2 separate regions of the Ovis canadensis genome follow, and region 2 is linked to region 1. A link is a contact called in public Hi-C data. All regions are on one chromosome and are shown on one strand. Each heading gives the region's core, a stretch centred on a gene start, on an enhancer-like site or on the middle of the called end of the contact. The rest is flanking DNA. Distances are from core to core; before and after follow the strand shown. Region 1 has its middle 33 kb from the start of TRNAC-ACA. Region 2 holds the start of STC2 (stanniocalcin 2).

Evidence for each region. Hi-C and Micro-C count contacts between places; a contact is called where the count stands out from the background.
Region 2: a Hi-C map of fibroblasts shows a contact between it and region 1, with 8 times the contacts expected there. The contact joins the promoter of STC2 here to the enhancer-like site in region 1. A contact is called at or near these places in 2 of 2 Hi-C or Micro-C datasets (fibroblasts and lung).

What each region holds. Positions count from the first base shown.
Region 1 is chr16:17,989,322-17,994,909 of ARS-UI_OviCan_v2, reverse strand. No RefSeq gene overlaps it. Among named protein-coding and RNA genes, the nearest start is that of TRNAC-ACA, 33 kb to the right of the region's middle. Within about 2 kb of position 2,374, the one cell type or tissue checked has open chromatin away from gene starts, as enhancers often do. A contact at or near this core is called in fibroblasts, where this site is marked.
Region 2 is chr16:18,027,577-18,033,164 of ARS-UI_OviCan_v2, reverse strand. STC2 (stanniocalcin 2) reads left to right here and starts at 3,276. Exons shown (of 4, transcript XM_069556171.1): 1 at 3,276-4,326. The coding sequence starts at 4,176.

The DNA of each region.
Region 1 (5,588 bases), core at 1,125-3,624:
CCAATGCATGGCATGCAGGTTTGACCTCTGGTTGGGGAACTAAACTCCCACGTGTCATTTGGCCCAGCCAGAGGAAAAAAGAAAAAATGGACATTGTTTAGACATCTTGCTGTGTGAAGCCAGACTCTCTCTCCCAAACTTAGGGGATAAATTATGCTTCGTCTGTGCCAGCCTTGGTCATCCTGTTCCTCCTTGCCAGTGAGAGTCCAGGAATGAGCATGCGACTCAGCTCTGGTCAATGAGATGTAAGAAGTCTGCCAAGATTTTCTGAGGTTGCTGACTAAAAAAAGAACACTGTGGAGAAATGCCCTCTTTGCCATCTTTCCTGCTCTGTGTGAAGACGTGAGACCTGGAGCATCAGCAGCCACCTTGTGACCTAGAAGACAACTTAAGGCCAACACGCCAACGCTAAAGATGGCAGAGTCGACCGAAAGAACACGTGTTGCTCTCACACAGCCATCATGAGATTGCTGAGCCAAAGCTGGAACTGCCCTCTCCAGATTCTTTATTGGTGAAATAATTAAACGTTTCTATGACTTAAGCCATTGTGAGTAAGGTTTCCTGCACTTGCAGCCGAAAGCAGCCTAGATGGTACAACAGTCAGCAAGTCCCTCTCCAGTCACCCTGGCCAGGCTTGAGGTGCCCTTACCCAGCAGCCAGACCTCACACACATACCTTTCTTGAGTATCCCAGGCACCTGCCCATCCCCACCTGGAAAAGAAACTCCAGCCTGCTTTGCCTGTAGAGGGTGGGATAACCACTAACCAACCTAGGGTCCATGAACTCCAACTCATTCTGTCCCCTCTGTTCATGTCAGCTGTCTCTTCGCAAGCCACAACCTCTCCGGGCCTCTGTTTCCTTGTCTGTAAAATAAGGGTGATTTTTTAAATTGCCTTATTTGCTCATAGCATATCAGAATGGAAACTAGATGAGAGAGGACAAGCAAAGACATTTTGTGTATTTTAAAGTGCTCATTATTACTAAAATCATCTCTGGATGGGGGGCACGTAGAAAAAATATATAAATTGTTGTGGGTCTGTATACTTCAACAGAATGAATTGTTTGATAGGTATGATTCAAAAAACGATATAAAAATCATTTAATACATATGTATGCAGTGTATATACATATATATGCGTCTATATATTCATTGTTATCAAAATCATTCTTGTGATGATAAAAGGTTTTGGAACAGGCAGGTCTAGATCAGACTTCTGCCTCTGCCACTTAGTAGCTGTGTGACTTTAGGTGAGTCACTTACCCTCTCTGAGCCCTGTTTCAGCTTGAAAATGGAGAGTTAGTTGCTCAGTCATGTCCAGCTCTTTGCAACCCCATGGACTGTCCTGCCTATGGGATTCTCCAGGCAAGAATACTGGAGTGGATTGCCATTTCCTTCTCCGGGGGATCTTCCCAACCCAGGGACTGAACCCAGGTCCATACCCAAGAGAATAATATCTAACTCACAGGGCTTGAAAAAGATTAAATAAGATAGTGTGTGTGTTCCTGGCCCCAAATGGGTGTGCAATAAATGTCAGTTCCCCTTCTCAGGGGACCCCTGCGGTTTGGCCATGGAGTGGCTTCCCTCCACCATTCACAGAGAGTCCAGGTTCTTGTTCCAAGTCTAGTCAGTGACCACTTCCGTCAGAAGCACTGCGGTCCTTCCAACAAGCCCCTGGACTGGCACCTACACAGCCAAGGTCTGGGGAGCCTTCTGCTAACAAGCGTAGCCCTGTCCCCGACTCAGCCCCGTCCCCAAGCTCTGCGGTTTAGACAAACTTAGTGCTCTGAGGGCCAGGTGCCCGGCCCAGGTTCCTGGATCCTCGCCACACACCCCGAGAGGAGGGAGACAGTCAAGATCTCTCTCGTTCCACGAGGCCATCTGATGGAGGAGTGGACAGAGTGTGTTGGCCTAGATCAGTCCCTCCAAACTGGTAAACTCCCCCTCCCCTCTCCTTGCAGATGAGACTTCAGCGAGCAGGGGGCCTTGAACCTCAAGAGTCCCTGAGCACCCAGCCCTCACTGCCCACGCTGGCATCCTTCGGACCTGGCAGAAGCCTGTACAGGGCACCGCTCCTCCAGGCCCCGAGCCTCCGCGGCTGGGCACAGCAGGAAGGGCTGCAACCTGGGCAGGCTTGCTTTCGTGGCTGCCCCAGGGATGGGCATCTTGGGCCTGCATGCCCAGTGGCCCCCACGAGTCCCAGTGCTTCAGCTGGGCCCCTGGGGCTTCCTGAGTGGCACCCCTCCCTCCTCACTCTCTAGCCTCCCCCTCCTCCCCACACCAGTCCTCTTTCCTGCCTCCTGGCCTTGCTCTTGCAATCCCTGAGCCCAGCTGACGGGGATTCCAATCTGCCTATCCAATCCCCAACTGTGTTCAAGGCCTGACTCATTCCTTCCCTGCTCCAAGGCGCATTCCTGGACACCCTATCTGATGGCCTGTAGTACCGACTATCCCTCCCACAAGCTGAAACCTGTGGCATGTTCTAGAGTGTACATTTGCTCAACTGGTTCAATATGTTGTGTGGGCTCAGTTGCGTCCAACTCTCTGCGACCTCATGAAGTGTAGCCCGCCGGGCTCCTCTGTTCATGGCATTCTCCAGGCAAGAAGACTGGAGTCGGATGCCATTTCATCCTCCAAGATATCTTCCTGAACCAGAGATCAAGCTTGAGTCTCCTGCACTGGAGGCAGATTCTTTACCACCACACCACCTAGGAAGCCTCTGATTCTATACGGCTTCCCTGGTAGCTCAGCTGGTAAAGAATCCCCTGCAGTGCAGGAGACCTGGGTTCGATCCCTGGGTTGGGATGATCCCCTGGAGAAGGGAAAGGCTACCCACTCCAGTATTCTGGCCTGGAGAATTCCATGCACTGTATAGTCCGTGGGGTCGCAAAGAGTCAGACACGACCGAGCGACTTCCCCTTTGCACTTTTTTGGGCTTCCCAGGTGGCTCAGATGGTAAAATGTCTGCAATTTGGGAGACCCAAGTTCGATCCCTAGGTTGGGGTGATCCCCTGGAGAAGGAAATGGCAACCCACTCCAGTACTCTTGCCTGGAAAATTCCATGGACAGAGGAGCCTGGTGGGCTACAGTCCATGAGGTCGCAAAGAGTCGGACATGACTGAGGGACTTCACTTTCTTTTCACTGGGCACTTTCTCTGTACAAAGCAGCAAGACAGATATAGTGAAAGATGACAGGCCCCTAACCCCCAGTGAGAGGATGGAACACTGCCTAGGACTTTGGCTCACGGCACCTCCCCAGCAGCTGTGAGAGCCATCCTCCTTTCCTCATCTACCCTGCAGCCTGGCCTTTTAGAGCCCTGGCAGCAGCCCAAGGACCACCCATTCTACAGATGGGGAAACTGAGGCTCAGAAACTAAGCAGCTAGCTATGAACACGCCACTAGTAAGTGCCCGACCCTGGATCTACAGCCAGTATGTGTGGCCCCAGAACCCACAGGAGTTCCCTCTACGTCAAGTAGCTCTTATATTAGGTGTCAACAACAACATGTTAATTGCCCCATTCATGCTGGGGTTTTTTTTTTGGGGGGGGGGGGTGGCGGGAAGGGCATGCATGGCAAGCTCCAATACTTTGGCCACCTGCTGTAAAGAGCTGACTCATTAGAAAAGACCCTGATGCTGGGAAAAATCGAGGGCAAAAGGAGAAGAGGGCAGCAGAGGATGAGATGGTTAGATAGAGTCACCAACTCAATGGACACGAACCTGAGCAAACTCCAGGAGATGGAGAGGGACAGGGAAGCCTGGTGTGCTGCAACATGGGGTCGCAAAGAGTCGGACACAACTTAGGGACTGAACTACAACATGGCAAGTGGGATCTTAACTTCCTGACCAGGGATGGAACCCACAACCCCCGCACTAGCAGCCTGGAGCCATCTTAACACCTGGACCCCCAGGGAAGTCTGGTGCTACATCTTTCTTCCCCAGTGTTTTTCTACTTTTTCCTGGGGTCTCCTCAGTCCTCGCCCTGCGTGCTGCACACACCTTTGGTAGCTGTACCTTTTCAGTTAGCTTCCTTCTCTCTAAAGATCGCCGTCTATGACGTCTTTCTTCTTCCATAAGCGGCGAGTTCGTTTCCGATTCCATAGCGCCACCTTGCGGTCATGGAGAAAACAGCGCGTTTTTTATCAAGTGGGCAAAGGGAGGACGCCTCGCCGCCCTTAGTTCAGTTCAGTTCAGTCGCTCAGGCTCAGCCATGTCCGACTCTTTGCGACCCCATGGACGGCAGCACGCTAGGCCTCCCTGCCCATCACCAACTCCCGGAGTTCACCCAAACCCATGTCCACTGAGTCGGTGATGCCATCCAACCATCTCATCCTCTGTCATCCCCTTCTCTTCCTGCCTTCAATCTTTCCCAGCATCAGGGTCTTTTCCAAGGAGCCAGTTCTTCGCATCAGGTGGCCAAAGTAATGGAGTTTCAGCTTCAGCATCAGTCCTTCCAATGAATATTCAGGACTGATTTCCTTCAGGATGGACTGGTTGGATCTCCTTGCAGTCCAAGGGACTCTCAAGAGTCTTCTCCAACACCACAGTTCAAAAGCATCTGTTCTTTGGCGCCCAGCTTCTCTTGGTCGGGAGATATTCTATCTGGCACACAGTGTTTCCAGCACAGCCTGATCCACCTCCCGAGGAGCTCACGCTTGCGCTGCCTCCATTACAGCCACCCTGCCCGCAGGAAACAGACCCGGCAGGCTTCCCCTCCTCACCAGGTGGTTTCCTGAGAGTTTGACGGCCGCTGAGCACACTTAAGTACGAACCAGAGGACTCCTGGCCCTTCGGTGGAGTCCAGTGCTCTGTCAGGGCCCAGGCGGGGAAAGGGCCACCCCAGCAGAGGCACCGGAGGCAGCTCTAAAGTGACCAGTGGAGAGCTTATGCCTAGGTCTGCCCCAGAGCCCCAGGGATGTCTTTCTGCTCACTCAGGAAGAAACGTGTGAAGAACAGTCCTCATTCTTATGACCTCATTTTCAGTGATAAATGCAAATATAACATTGACGGACTGGATGACCTTTCTTCTTTTTACCTAAACAGTCACATGTTACAAAATTGCACCAAAAATCTGGAAGTATGTGAAATGTTAATGGGGGTTATCTGTGAGTGGTGGGATTTTTAATATACTTTTCTATATATTCCAACATTTTCACAATTATCCTGAAGTACCTTTATCACGAATAGAAGGGGGAGAGGGCAACATGGAAGATGTTTATTTATGGAGTTGTGGTATAGGAATGTGCCTTGAACTGGAAGCCCAAAGCCCAGGTCCTCCACTCACAGGCTGGGTGTCCTTGGACAAGCCACCTCCTTAACCCCCATGTCTCCCCCATAAACTAGAAATAATTTATCTACCTACCTTACTGTGTTAGTCTGAGGGCTGAAGGAGATCATGCATGTGGAAATTCTGGCATGAAGTGAGCCTTAATGAGTGCTCTTTGAGTGAATAGTGTTATATATAGTTAGTATCGAGCAGTTCAGCGCAAGTGACAGAAACCCACCTCAATCCAGTTTAAGAAAAGCAAGAAGACAGAATCTGTTAAGTCACAAAATTGAGAAGAAGAGGGTTTCAGGCACAGCTGTATCTG
Region 2 (5,588 bases), core at 2,027-4,526, 37 kb before region 1:
TGGGGTGATTAAAGCATGTGGTTGCAAGGAGGAGACTGTCTAAATCTGTATTAACTTACTTGCTAAGGAAATTGAGGAGAAGGTGGAAGACCCGGTGTCCGTGTCTTTGAGCCTGGAAGAGAGGAGAGTCCACTATTTGGACAAGCAGTTCCCTCTCTGACCATAAGGTGGTGCCATCAGTCCAGACAGTCGGGTGCCCAAGGGGGCGTGGCTTGCAGGAGGAGGAGCTCTACACGTGGAAGCCACGTTTTCCACTCTGGCTTTGGAACCAGCCACCAAGTATTAACATCAACCTACACAACACTGCCTCATCATTCAACAACTTCCCATCCTCCAAGGCACCACCTGCTTATACGCAAGTAAGAACATCCTTCTAGGCATAGCAATCCACATCAAGATTCCAACTAATTACTTACCATTCCTCTCATCCATCCCTTCCTTCAGTGTCAGCTTTGGGCCGCTGACCTTTTCCTAACTCCAAAAGGGAATCTAGTCTAAGAGCATCCTGGAGTTTCAACCTTAAACCCCACCAGGATGAGATAACAAAATCTTCTCTGGTGAGCACAGATTTATTCACAAAGGCCCTGCAACCAGGCCCCAAACGTCCTTGACAGCTTTATCTTGCATTTGAATACCAAACTGGGCAACTCCTATTCCTCATATGAAATGCACCACGTCCTCTCTGTTCATTTACCCCTGATGGTCTTCCCTCCTATGATACCCTCTGTTCCTTTTCTGCTTGTCAGTATCCTCTCCCCTTTCAAACTTAAACCCAAATTAACACCCTCACTGTTTGGTTTTAATTGGTGAATTAGAGTGAGAAAGGAAAACTTGGGTTCCATGCATTAACCACAGAAGCCCCCAGATGTCACGAAGGGAGCTTGCCTCATCCTTCCCACTGCCAGTTGGGCCTTAAACTGAGAAGGAGGGCCCATCCAGCCAAGAACACTTGCTGAGTCTCAGGGCAATACCAGCTGGACTGTCCTTACATCTCCAAAGGCTCAGTTCCCACCTAGTGAGAGACCAAATCTGCAAGCACAATGCATGGTCCATTGTCTGTCCCCCATTCATGTTTCCTTTACAGTAATAATATCATTATTACTGCCCCTTACCTACTCCCTATTGTCACCAGCCACAGGCTGCCAAACCAGGCCTGGGTTATAAGGCTAGAAGGAGAAAGGGAAGATCACAGCACAGTCACCAGCCTGAGCTCTTCTCCCTACTCTGACCCCAGGCCCGTGGCCTCGACTGGTAATCCCAGTACACTGCCTCCTGCTTCTGCAGAATTTTCTCAGCCCTGATGGGACAGACTGGGATGGGCATTCTTCTCTGGATGTCTGGCTCTGGCCAAGTAGTCTGAATATAAAACTCTTAAGAACTGGTAACTGCACTTGATATACCTCAAATCCAACTACCGCTTTTTTTTTTTTTTTTTTTTTTAGTTCTAAAAGGGGCAGGTGGCTCAGGTAGGAGACACGAATGTCCCCTGTGAAACTGGAGCAAATAGCATCAAGATGAATTTTTCTATTATGCAGGTCCTCTGAGGGCAGTCCCAGGGCCTTGTGGTGGCAAAAGGCTGTGCCCCAGCTCTGGGAGGCAGGAGCCCAGAGACCTGCATCTGCCTGACCCCTGCTCCAGGTGGTGGCCCAGCCTTCTAACAAGAAGACTCAGACTGTCTACATCCCACAAAGGTGGGCTTGCTCCCACCCACTAGACCTCTCCTGTTTGTGTTGCTCAAAGAGCCAAGAGACCAGATGCCCTTTTTAATGCCAGTATTACTCATGTTCTCACCTACAAAAGAGGCTCTCCGAGGAAAGAAAGCCTACCCAGGAAATTCAGAGGCTTATGGACTTCGTGGGAGGCCAGACTGCGGTTGTTTTTTTGTTATGTTTTGTCTCTTAAGAATCTACAGGAGATAGTGTTTCATAAACTAATAAAGGAAATAAATACCCAAACAAAAACAGAGTGGGGAGTGCGCACCATCTATTATTAATATAATGGACTTGTACCCCACCTCCTTCCCCCAAAAACTCTTGAGGGAAGATGTAATTGTTATGGGAATCATGGGCATGAGTGGTCAGTTTTTTGTCACGATGCAGACTCAGACCTTCAAAGTGACCCTTTCTTGGGGTTCTGAAATCGGGTGGGGACGGTGGACAGCAGCTAGCCCCCAGGCGCTGCAACCCCTTGAAGGGCCTACTCGAAGGTGCCTTTCCCACCGGTCCTATCATTCCTCCCACCTCTGGGCCGCTGGACGCTGGACAGCCGCAGCCACTGGTCCCACCCTGCCCGCATCCCCGTTCCTAACGCCCTCCTGCATCCGGCATCTGGGACCTTGGGAGGGGAGCTTGGGAAGTCGAACGGCTGAAGAGGACGACCTGGCCCCGGCGTCTCCGCACCCCTTCCCCCAACCGTGTCAAAAGGCTGCCCCAACGAGGCGCTCGGTGCGCCCCGCCGCGGAGACCCAGAGCCGCGTCGCCGCGGGCAGCGGGTGATGAAACCTCCGGGGCGCATTACCGCAGAGGGCTCGGGCTGGGAGCGGGGCGGGGGCGGGGGTTGGAGCTGGTACCCAAGCTCACCTGTTCTCCTGCAGGAGGGTGGAGACGGCGGGGGAGGGGCGAAAGCGCGTCACCCGGGGTGAGCGGCGCAGCGCTCGCGTCCCCGCCCTCCCCCTGCCCTACGAGCCCCCGGCGCTGCGCCGTCGGACTGACGGTGCCCGGAGCAGTTCCTGTCCCCGGCCTCGGCGCGGGGGAGACGTGAGCGTGCACACGTACACACACAGCGGGGGAAGAGGCGCTCCCAGCGGCGCCCAACTTTCTCCCTGCTTCCGCAAGCCGTGGGGGAGAAAGCAGTCGAGGGCAACCCAGCCCCGGCTGTGCTTGGGGAGGGAGCTTGAACAAGAAAGCAGAAGAGATGGAGAGAATTTCCTCGGGTTCTGCTTTCAGGCTTTGGGGATTTTTTTTTTTTTTTTGACCTTTTCCATCCGATGAATGAAGAGTAAAAGGAACACAGAACGCGGCGGCGAGTAGCGCTTTGGGAAAATGGAAGAGTGTGTTTGGAGACGCGTAAAGTTGCCTTTCAAGCTCCAGCCTCTGGGGCACGCGATGCTCCGCCGCGGGCTGACTCAGGGCTGCCCGGGCCTCCCTGCCACCCGCCTGTAAATGATGCAAGTCCAGTCTCTCACCTGGATCCCTGCAGCCCAGCCCAGAATCCGTCTGGACTGAGGGAGGGGCAAGAATCTGACACTTAAGGTGTGGCAAGGCCCACCACAGCGGGGCGAAAAGAGGAAGATAGGGCAGCCGCTCAGGCAGAGTCCTGTATAGCGCTTCTGCTCCTATCCTAAAATAGTTTGGAGGATTTTTTGTTTTTAATGCAAAACATCACACCGCCAGGAATTCCCATCTGTGCCCAGCTTGCCCCCAGCACCACTGTGTCCAGAAAACTTCTCCAATCTGTCAAGGCCTCGGGGCTAGGAATCTCAACTAAATTACAAAAGGCAGAAAGAGGAAACTTTCCCAGCCCGTTGCGGGTGTGATGCGAGCCAGGAGCCCGAGGGGGTTGGAGGGGGGGGGGGGCGGGGAACGCTGTCCCAGCGCAGACCATCCCCTCTCGCCTTTCTTTAGCTGCAACCGGAGCTGGGATTCGCTTTTAGTTAAGTCCGTTCGGCCATTGCCTTGGAGCACCCGCACACGCGCATGTATCTCCGGCCGCGCTCTCACACACTCACACATGCACGCAAACGCGTGGCCGTCGCCAGGTCGGCAACTTTGTCGGGCGCTCCCAGCGGCGCTCGGCTTCCTCCTGTAGTAGTTGGGCGCAGGCCCCGCCTCCCGGCCGTGTTGTCAAACGGGCGGGGGTCTCGGATTGGTCCAGCCGCCGGGACAACACCTGCTCGACTCCTTCATTCAAGTGACACCAGAGCTTCCAGGGATATTTGAGGCACCGTCCCTGCCATTGCCCGGCACTCGCGGCGCTGCTAAAGGCCTGGTCACATGCTCTCCGGAGAGCTACGGGAGGGCGCTGGGTAACCTCTATCAGAGCCGCGGCCGCGAGGAGGGAAAAGGCGAGCCGGGAGGAAGAGTGGGAGGAGGAGGGGAAGGGGCGGAGGAGGAGGAAGAGGCGGAGGGGAGCACAAAGAATCCAGGTCTCCGGGCTGGAGGTTTACACCAAGAACCATGTGTGCCGAGCGGCTGGGCCAGTTCGTGACCCTGGCTTTGGTGCTGGTTACCTTCGATCCAGCTCGAGGGACCGACGCCACCAACACCCCCGAAGGTCCCCAAGACAGGGGCTCCCAGCAGAAAGGCCGTCTGTCCTTGCAGAACACAGGTAAGTGCGTGCGCCCCCGCGGCGGGGAGCTGCGGGGAGAAGACATACCGCACCCACGCAGCGCGCCCCGGGCGCTTCGCCCAGAACTGGGCGCCCACCCTGGGCTGTGCAAACTCTTGGGGTGGAGCGGGGCGTGAAGAGGAAAGCGCGCGGCAGAGCAAGGTCCACACCGGGCTCCGCGAGCCCGGAATCCGCACGTGCTGGCCGGGTGATGAGATGGCTGGGGCAGGACTTGTTGCTGTCCTCCGGGGGTCGAGGGTAAAGGAAGCACCGCATGACGCGGCCAGGGTCGGCTCCAGCGTCCCCGGACGGGTTCAAACCTCCCTGCTCCATCCTAACCGGCTTGCAGGAGGCACGGAGCGTCCCCGCTACCGGGCTGCGCCCTGAACCGAAGAACTTCTCTACCCAGCCGGCGGGACTACTTCTCCCCCTCCTCAAAAGATGCCCGACATCCAAGAACTTTGTAGGCGAGACAAATTGCATGGCGAACTTTCCCCCTTGTGGGGCATTCCTTTCGGAACGGGCAGGGGCGGGTGGAGTAAAGCGTACCTCTGCGGTGCCGCCTCCGTCCCCGGCTCCAGAGCAGGTCAGCAAGAAGAAATGGTGACACGGCCCGAACCGTGCGCCGCAGCTGCTCGACCTGCTCTCCGTTTACCCGCGAGCTGCCAAGCACAACCAGGCGTGCAGGGCACGGGGCTGGCCCTTTTCCCAGCCCCCGGGAGAGGAAGAAAATCTGCCTAGCGCTTCTGCGCTCTTCACGGCCCTCCCTTTATTAAGGGGGCCTGCGAACCCGGCAGTGCCGTGCGTGCGTTCACCGCACGAGCAGGAATGCACGAGTGCCCATTAGGGGCGCCGGGAGCGAGTGAACCGCGGCCCTGCGCGCTCCGGGCCGGCGCGCCGGGGCCGCGCATGGGACCGTCCGGGAGTCTCCCACCTCCACAGGCGGATGCCAGCACCCCCAGCTCGCTCCCCGCTCGTCCTAGGAATCTCACCCACCTTTCCCCTCCCAGAGATTTCCCTGAGAATCAAACGTGATTTTCGCTAGTTGGTGACTCTCAGCAAATACACGCCCCTCATTCTCTCGGCAAATTTAATCTGAATGCGGATTATCTCCTCCGACCCGCCCTTCTTCCAAAATATACTCTTCTGGTGTAATTTTGTGGTTGGTTTAAGTCAGGGAATTGGGTAGGGGGAGGGAAGGGAGAGAGGCTGTGCAGCCTGACAGTTAACTCCCTCTCAGCCTGTCCTTTCAGAGACGCGAA